Linked DNA regions of Ovis aries: regions 2 and 3 are each linked to region 1. Evidence: chromatin contacts called from public Hi-C data. All regions are on one chromosome and are shown on one strand. The core of a region is the stretch at or near the end of the contact, and the rest is flanking DNA. Distances in the headings are between cores, read along the strand shown. Region 1 overlaps CLIP2 (CAP-Gly domain containing linker protein 2). Region 2 holds the start of RFC2 (replication factor C subunit 2). Region 3 holds the start of LAT2 (linker for activation of T cells family member 2).

The links. Hi-C and Micro-C count contacts between places; a contact is called where the count stands out from the background.
Region 2: a contact with region 1 is called in a Hi-C map of hypothalamus, with 2.5 times the contacts expected there. The contact joins the promoter of RFC2 here to the enhancer-like site in region 1. A contact is called at or near these places in 2 of 16 Hi-C or Micro-C datasets (hypothalamus and mesenteric adipose tissue).
Region 3: a contact with region 1 is called in a Hi-C map of liver, with 3 times the contacts expected there. The contact joins the promoter of LAT2 here to the enhancer-like site in region 1. A contact is called at or near these places in 7 of 16 Hi-C or Micro-C datasets (blood, hypothalamus, liver and 3 more).

What each region holds. Positions count from the first base shown.
Region 1 is chr24:33,537,317-33,540,016 of ARS-UI_Ramb_v3.0, forward strand. All of the region lies in intron 8 of CLIP2 (CAP-Gly domain containing linker protein 2), which reads right to left. Among named protein-coding and RNA genes, the nearest start is that of CLIP2, 52 kb to the right of the region's middle. Within about 2 kb of position 1,400, at least 16 of the 54 cell types and tissues checked have an H3K27ac peak or open chromatin away from gene starts, as enhancers often do. A contact at or near this core is called in hypothalamus and liver, where this site is marked.
Region 2 is chr24:33,616,486-33,619,185 of ARS-UI_Ramb_v3.0, forward strand. RFC2 (replication factor C subunit 2) reads left to right here and starts at 1,434. Exons shown (of 10, transcript XM_060405610.1): 1 at 1,434-1,559. The coding sequence starts at 1,453.
Region 3 is chr24:33,647,043-33,649,742 of ARS-UI_Ramb_v3.0, forward strand. LAT2 (linker for activation of T cells family member 2) reads right to left here and starts at 1,413. Exons shown (of 14, transcript XR_006057964.2): 1 at 1,264-1,413.

The DNA.
Region 1 (2,700 bases), core at 150-2,649:
AGCCTGAAGCCTAGAACTCAGATGTCTGGATTTCAGAACCGGGGCCCTTCCCCAAACCAAGCCTGACTCCACAGAGGGGAGACACGGACTTTTGGCAACAACACGGAGCAGTGATGGAGGCTCCAGCAGTGGGGACTCCCTGTGTCCCTGCCCCCATCCAAATCCTGGAAGCTAGGTGAAGCCTGGCCTGAGCCCTTGACCTACCGTTTTTTCCTCTTCTCCTTGAATGCACAGTGTCTATCCTACTCCAAAGCACAAAGTCTCTGCCTTGGGACGCCCTTCATGTAACAGAGGGCTGGTGTTATCAATCAATGGCGGGGAGCCGGCAGGGAGTTACCCCAACTGCACAAGGGGCTCCTGAAGGTCGTCGCCCCTTTTCATCTCCCTCCAGGCCTCAAGCTGCACAGCCAGTTCCCAACAAACAGCTGATTCTGAGTTCCGTCCCTTCCCATTTCAGTGGGTGTTCCCAAGCCAATGAAAAATAACAGCGAGATGCTATTTAATCAACAGAACAATAACACAAGCCCCCTGGATGAGAAGTCCCCAAATTTCCTGTCTACTTCAGAACCTCAGAAGGTGACCTTGTCTTTGCACATGTAAACAGTTATGATGAAGTCATCCTGGATTAAGGTGGGCCTGATAACTTCCTTTTAAGGTCATGTGAAGAGACACAGGGACACACAGGGAGGAAGGTCAGGTGACCACGGAGGCAGGGATGCCACGACAAGCCGAGGAACACAAGCGGCTGCCAGCAATCCTACCAGAGTTGAGAGAGAGGCATGGAATTGACCCTGCCCATACCTCGACTTCAGACTTCTGACCTCCAGCACTGTGAGAGCATCGATGTGTGTTGTCTGGAGCTGCTGCTGAATTGTGAGTTTTTCCTTCTGCAGCCCCAGAAAGTACTAGAAATACCTATCACTTGCTCCTCCTGGTGGAGATGTCCTGTGGGTGTGCTGGTGCGGAGTTTGGGGGAGGACCAAGGAAATCGTGGGCTTATAAAGGGCATTTAATGCCACAGACTGGACGCTCTCAGCGAGTGAAGCCACAGACTGAGCCCCTGGACAGGCCGACAGTCAAGGTCAGAAAGGCGGTGAGAGGTAGTCATGGGACATCTCGCATAGTCGGGGGAGGGAGGACAAGCAGAGAAATGGGGTCACGTAGCTGGAGGGGTCCTAGGAGGAGCTCAAGGAGGTGTTCTGGGGGCTTATTTTTGACTTTCATATGGGTGGGGATGAGAGGGACTTGGCTCCATGTGCCTTCCGGTTGCCACGAATATGGTCACAACAGAAACAGCAGCAATGGGACTCCACTGCCCTTGGACTGAACTAACTGTCCGTCACCGTTTGCCCCACCCCCCCTCCTCTCTCAGCCAGGGCTGATTGGGTCTGGGGTGGGCACCCGATCCAAAGCAAGACAGCCCATTGGCTAGCCTTGGACCAATCAGATTCTCTCAAGAGGACAGCTGGGAGGCAGTAAGTGCTGGAGCCTAGGCGGGGCGGGCAGGTGGATGTCAGGGCAGAAGGGAGATGTGTCAAGAGATCTGCAGACACAGTGAGAGACAGACAGACTGACCAGGAGTCACGAGAAGAGGGAGGCGAGTGAGGGGGGAAGAGACTCCGTTTCTGATGCTGCTCCTCCTTCCAGTTCTCTGAACTGTCTGCCCTCGGTGCTGTGAGATTTCCCTGCAGCCTTTTAGTAACCCGCCCACTCACCCCCCACCCCCGTGATGACTGAAGTTAGCAGTTACCAGATGTCTTTGCAATCACAGGTGCTTTTCCCGGGAGCGACCTCCACCCCCAGTCCCTTTGGGAGGGCAGCCACCCCACAGAAGAGCTTGCCAAATGTCAACCACATAACTGGCCCCTTGGCTAAGTGACAAACTTATATTGGAACACCGGATGCCAGGCTGGGGTTCCTACACCAGGTTGTGCCCCAGTAGCCATTCTTTAAGCTCAGGCAGCAAAACCCATCCCAACAGGGGCAGCCATCAGTGACTCTAGATCACACACATCCCTCCCCAGCCAGGGTCATTCAGGGATAGAACAGCCATTTGTACAATTTTGCTGAATGCTGGAAGTCAGAGGGGTTTTAACACAGCTCTTTCACAAAATCAGAAACCGTAGTTTCACGTCGGAGCTCAGAAAAGATCCATTGCAGTGATTCCCAAAGTGTGGTTCCCAGGTCAGCATCACCTGGCAACTCATTAGAAATGCAAACCCTTGGATCCCACCCAGACCTACTGTACGGCCACTTGGGTCCAGAGTTCTGGGTCTGAACACACCTACTGGGTGACGAATTCTTAAGCTGGGAAATCAGTGACCTGGTTCAACCTCCTCATTTAACAGGAGCAAATGGAGGTCTGGGGAGAGGAAACGGCTGCCCAAGACCAGTTAGGGTCAGGACTGGAATGTGGAGAGGGACTGAGCTGACTGCCCTCTGCCTCATCTGAGGGCTCCGGGAGTCCACATTTTCTGTCACCTCCCAGGGGGCAGGGAGGGTCATGGCAGAAAGGCATTCCTACCCACCCAACTGTGAGCAGGCCTAGTGAGCCCTGCAGACTCCAGGCGGTTTGGTGAGGAGGGCTGGTGTCTCTCTTGGGTGGCAGGGGTCCTTAGGTGCTTTATTAATTGAGTGAATGTCCTCCATCCCTCAGCTCAGAAAGGGTGGGTGGGATTGAAGAGGGAGTGTGAAATTCCA
Region 2 (2,700 bases), core at 184-2,683, 79 kb after region 1:
ACTGCCTAGAAGATAAAGTCATCTCTCTGTAATGTATACAGATTTTAACTTATGATGAAAGAAAACAACCATGAGGCTTTAATCAGCTCTCTGAATAAAGCAACCCAGTTCCTCACAACTGACCGAAGCTGTTGTGGAAACATGGATCCTTACTGTTCATTAAAGATACTCATACTGAACACTTACAGAGTCTTGTGCTAAGCAACAGGGATAGAGATAAACAAGGTCCAGTCCTTTTCTTCAATTCAGACTTTTTTTTTTTGGCCAAGTGGCGGTCTTGAGGAATCAAAGTTCCCCAGTCAGGGATTGAACCTGGGCCCTCAGCACTGAAAGCACAAAATCCTAACCAGACTGGACCGCCAGGGAATTCTCCAGTTCAGACATTAAAGCTGGATTTTTATCCTGAAACTATGATGCAATATGGTTAAGTGCAATAAAACAGAATTTTATACAAACTCTTTTGGCAACATGGTGGGTTGGCTCCACCACGTACAACCCCATGATACCGGACAAATTAATCATTCTCAAGCCTGTTTCTTGTAAAACGAGGATACTATGAGTATCCACTTTGGGACTAGTACATAATAGAGGACAGTAAATATAATGCATAATAGAGGACAGTAAACAGTCACTACTCGTTATTTTTATTATTTGTCATTATTATGACAATTAGGCTATGGGAGGAAAGATTAGTTCAACAGGTTGAAAACCAGCCCAAAAGAATGCTCAAAGCATTTGTGAATATGCAGTACCTATTTTTCTAGAATGAAATTGAGTCACATTTTACAGAGGGACAGTTTCTTCCCGGCAAAATGAGAGTACGTCCCATGTAGTAGCATTGTGAGCATTTCCTGATAGTAAACAAGTTCCAGAGTGCAGGAGCCCACCCGATGGAAGCTGGTGTTCCGCTAGGAGAATTCTGGGCAATCGGGAAAACTGGCCAAGGGCACGTCCCAGCTCCGGCCTTCCCCCTTCCAAGGCCGCAGGACGTCAGCCTCCGTGCGTGTTCGCTGCCGGGTCCTGAGTTTGGCCGGAAGGTCCAGAGGCCCCGGCTCCTACCCGCACCAGGCAGGACGCTCCTACCTCTCCAGGCCTGCCCGGCGCGAGGCCCCATCGCAGCACAGCGCTTCCCGACGCGCCGCGCGGAGAGGGCCTCCCAGACAAAGACGAAAACCAACCAACGTCCCTTCCCGGAGCGACCAGCGATCTCGAAAAGCCGCACAGTTGGGTCTCGCCTTCCTCTTACTCAGGAGGCCGGACGCCAGGTCTCCCATAGCAACTGCGGCCAATAGCAACGGGTGCCCAGCCCGGGCAGTGCCCTCTGCGCAGGCGCGGAGAGGGGGCGATCCTACGGCTTCCGCTCGCGCCCAGCGTCCTTTGGAAATAGGGGCGGGGCCTGCGTGATGGCGTCACGGGCCGGGGCCTCCGGTGGCGGGAAAAGGCGGCGCGAGAATGGAGTCGCAGGAGAGTCGTGGTGGCACTGCCGAGTGCGGGGCCCAGGACGCTGCTCCAGGCCCCAGCAAGGCCCCCGGCAGCGCCGGCCACTACGAGCTGCCGTGGTGAGGACCCAGGCCATTCACGATGGGGCCCCTGGACGTGTGGGTGGGCGAGCGGCGGGCCGTGTGTCCCAGGGTGACGCAGGGGCGGGAGTTCATTCACCTGAGCAGCGCAGGAGGTCCCGGGATGGTGTCCAGTGGGTTATTATTTGAAGGCGGCAAGAAATGTGGGTCGCTGAGCCCATCTGGGGTGTAGAGTGGCCAGTGTGGACTCTGGAAGCGACGTTTTGATGACCACAGTACTCACCGATAACAGCTACCCCTTGCCACCACCCACTCTTGCACAGGCGCTCTGCCAGCTGGGACTCTGATGATCGCTGAGCGGAAAGTGTCGGACGCAGGTTCGGAATCGGGGATAGTATTGCAGAAGGCACCGGCCTGTTCTCCGTGGCTTGCTCACTTTAAATAGCAGCATCTTGGGGAGTTGGGAGGAAATGGTGACGTGGGGAGTCACCCGCCACTGGCCCAGGTGTGGGGCAGGCTCTCTGCTGGTGTCCCGCTCCCTGTGGGCACCTCTCACAACTCTCTCCACTGGGCGTGGTAATGGTTTCCTCCCTACCGCGCCCCCATCCCTCCAGCCCACCCCATTTCTGAGTGAGAACAGATATCTAAATGAAGGACAGTATAACTTACTGGAATATATACGCTGCGCCGTGCAGTCCCCCAGCCAATGGGGATGATGCTAGTCCAAACTGAGATGGATTGTAAGTGTACAGTATACACTGGATTTCAAGGACTTCTTTTTTTTTTAATCTCATTAGTAATTTTGATTACATGTTGAAAATGATAATACTTTGACTATATTGGGTTCTCTAAATTATGTTAGTAAAATTAAGCTCATCCAATTTTACCTTTTTAAATGTGGCTACGAGAAAGTGTAAAATGACATATGTGGTTTGCCTTGTAAATTTCAGGCATAATCCTATTTTAGACGCTTAAAGATACTTCCGGAGAAGGCACTGGCAACCCACTCCTGTACTCTTGCCTGGAAAATCCCATGGACGGAGGAGCCTGGTAGGCTGCGGTCCATGGGGTCGCTAAGAGTCGGACAGGACTGAGCGACTTCACTTTCCCTTTTCACTTTCATGCATTGGAGGAGGAAATGGCAACCCACTCCAGTGTTCTTGCCTGGAGAATGCCAGGG
Region 3 (2,700 bases), core at 163-2,662, 110 kb after region 1:
AAAAAAAAGATTCATTTGAGGAAGAAACTAGGACTGCCTCTTCCCCGAGACCAAGACGGACTCAACTTGTCTTCTCTGCTTGTTTTCCCACCCAGGTCTGAGAACAGGTGGGGTGGCAGCGGGGGAAAGGAGAGGGGCTGGGCCCCCGCAGCGCCAGGAGGGCCCCCGGGGGCCAGGCCGCCCGGGGTGGAGTGGGGAGGGGAGAGGAGGCCACCGCAGCCCCAGGCCTGCAGGCCAAAATAGCAGAAAGGGAAGTGGGCAGTTTTCAGATGAACAAGGTTTGCAACAAGCCCACGGCGGAAGAGCTCTCAGGGTTGGGCTGAGCGGCCCCAGCACCCAGCCTCCCGCCCCCAAAGGCCCTTGGCGTCCCTCTTGCCCAGCCCCCCAGCCCTCCTCTTGCTGTGGATGGGGTAACTGAGGCCTGCCGGGGCCAAAGGGCAGGCTGCGGGGTAGGGATGGAGTCAAGAGGTTCCCATCCCAGCCCTTGGAAGGCTTTATCGGCTGGGCTTTGCTCTGTTTCCCCAAAGAACCTTGGCCTTCAGATGAGGCTCACCAGAGGTCTCTAATGGAGGTGGCTGATGCTCAGGCGCCTGGTGCAGGGCCCCAGGGAAGCTCCTGTTCTGGGCAGGGGAAGGGGAAGGGGAAGGGGAAGGCCATGGCCTCCCATTGACAGAGCAGAGCCCTGGGAGCACCCCAGGGCCTGTATCTTCTCAACAGCCCCCAAGGCAGGCACCTGGTGGCCAGGCTGGGGGCTGGGGGGGGGGCGGCCGGGGCAGCTCTTCCTCCGGGCCTGGGGCAGGACCTCGGCCTCCTCGCCTGGAGCGCCTCTCCCATCATCCCGTAGCTCCGCAGCAGGGTCGTTACAGTCCCATTTTACAGATGAAGAAACCAAAGCTCCTGAGCCCCCCCCACCCCGGGATCCCTGTCCTGGCCCCTCAGCAGTCTCTGGAAGTGATGGGACCACCCTGGGTGCTTCCCAGGGCTGTGCAGGCTGGGCCGGGGAAGGCGAGGGCAGGAGAGGGGCCGGAGCCCCAGAAACAACTGCCCCTGGGGTGCTGCAGGGGCTGGGGCAAGGGGCCCCTAGCCGGGGGGCACCAGGACAGGAGGTGTGGGGCGTCCTGGTTTCTTCCCGGCCCACCCAACGGGCAACCAGATGCTCCTGCCAGGACAACAGGGCCTCTCCCATCCCCCTGGGGTGTCGGGGGGCAGCCTCAGGACCCTGGCCTCAGGCCCAGGCTCCAGGTACCCCTGGGAAAGGCTTACCTGAAGCGGGGGGCCTCCTCACCGTGGCCACCTCATCCTGAGCACGCACACCTGCACGAGCCGATGCCAACGCCACAGACACTGGCGGGCAGCAGGCAGGGCGGCGGGCTTCCTGTCAGCCACTGAATCAGCCTTCACACATCCGCTGCTCTGCCGGACAGGCCCTGCTTGCAATAGACGGAGGCGGGGATACCCAGAGACAGAGAGAGACGTGGAAACACAAACGCACGCAACATGCTCGCTGAATACACACACGTGAAACCCCATCTCAGGGAGGAAGAGACACACAGAGAGACAGGAGAAAGGCAGTGAAGAATGAAATGGGGGTGCTTGCACAGACACACACAGGCAGCCAGAGAGTGAGACACGGACACACTAGACACACACACACACACAGAAATACACGCCCACACCAAAACACACACACACAAAGAAAACCAGAGAGAGAGAGACACACACACACACACAAAGAAAGAGATACACGTGCTAAAGAATGAGAAAGAAACACAGACACACACAGGCAGCCAGAGAGTAAGACACGGACACACTAGACACACACACACACAGAAATACACGCCCACACCAAAACACACACACACAAAGAAAACCAGAGAGAGACACACACACACAAAGAAAGAGATACACGTGCTAAAGAATGAGAAACACAGACACACACAGGCAGCCAGAGAGTGAGACACGGACACACTAGACACACACACACACACAGAAATACACGCCCACACCAAAACACACACACACAAAGAAAACCAGAGAGAGACACACACACACACACACACAAAGAAAGAGATACACGTGCTAAAGAATGAGAAAGAGAAACACAGACACACAAACACACAGAGACACATGCCAGGGCAGACGTAACGAACGGCTAGAGGCAAAGACAGATGGACGGAGTGGACAGACACCGGCACCAGAGGAAGGGAGCCCCAGGTGAAGGGCAGAAGGAAGGACACGCATGGCCGCTCCTCCAGACCCAGGGGCCCCCTTACTCCCATTTTCCAGATGAGGCTCATAGAGGTGCAGAGCCAGCCACTCTCTCCACTTGCTGCCCCAGCATCCGGCCGTAGAGGTGAGGAGGTGCTGGACAGGTGGCTGGGTCCCCCAGCACCTCCTGTGAGTGGTCACTGAACAACGTGCCCAAGGCCGCTGGACTCTTACCCCACTTGCTAGGGGCCCCAGGGAAGCCCTCAGGGGTCGCACCTCAACCCCCCATCTGTCTGGCATCTCAGAGCCTGAGCTCCCCAGCTCTGGGCCCCTCTCTGCTGGGACGGGGTTTCTCTTCTGGTCCCAGTCCAGCCCTGCCAGGTGAGGCTAGGAATGAGGCCCAGTGGGAAGACCAAAACCGCCAGGGCTGGGTGCTCACTGCTGCCACCCTGTGGGGGAGAAGGGTGGCGTGGGGACCTGGGCTACCTCGTG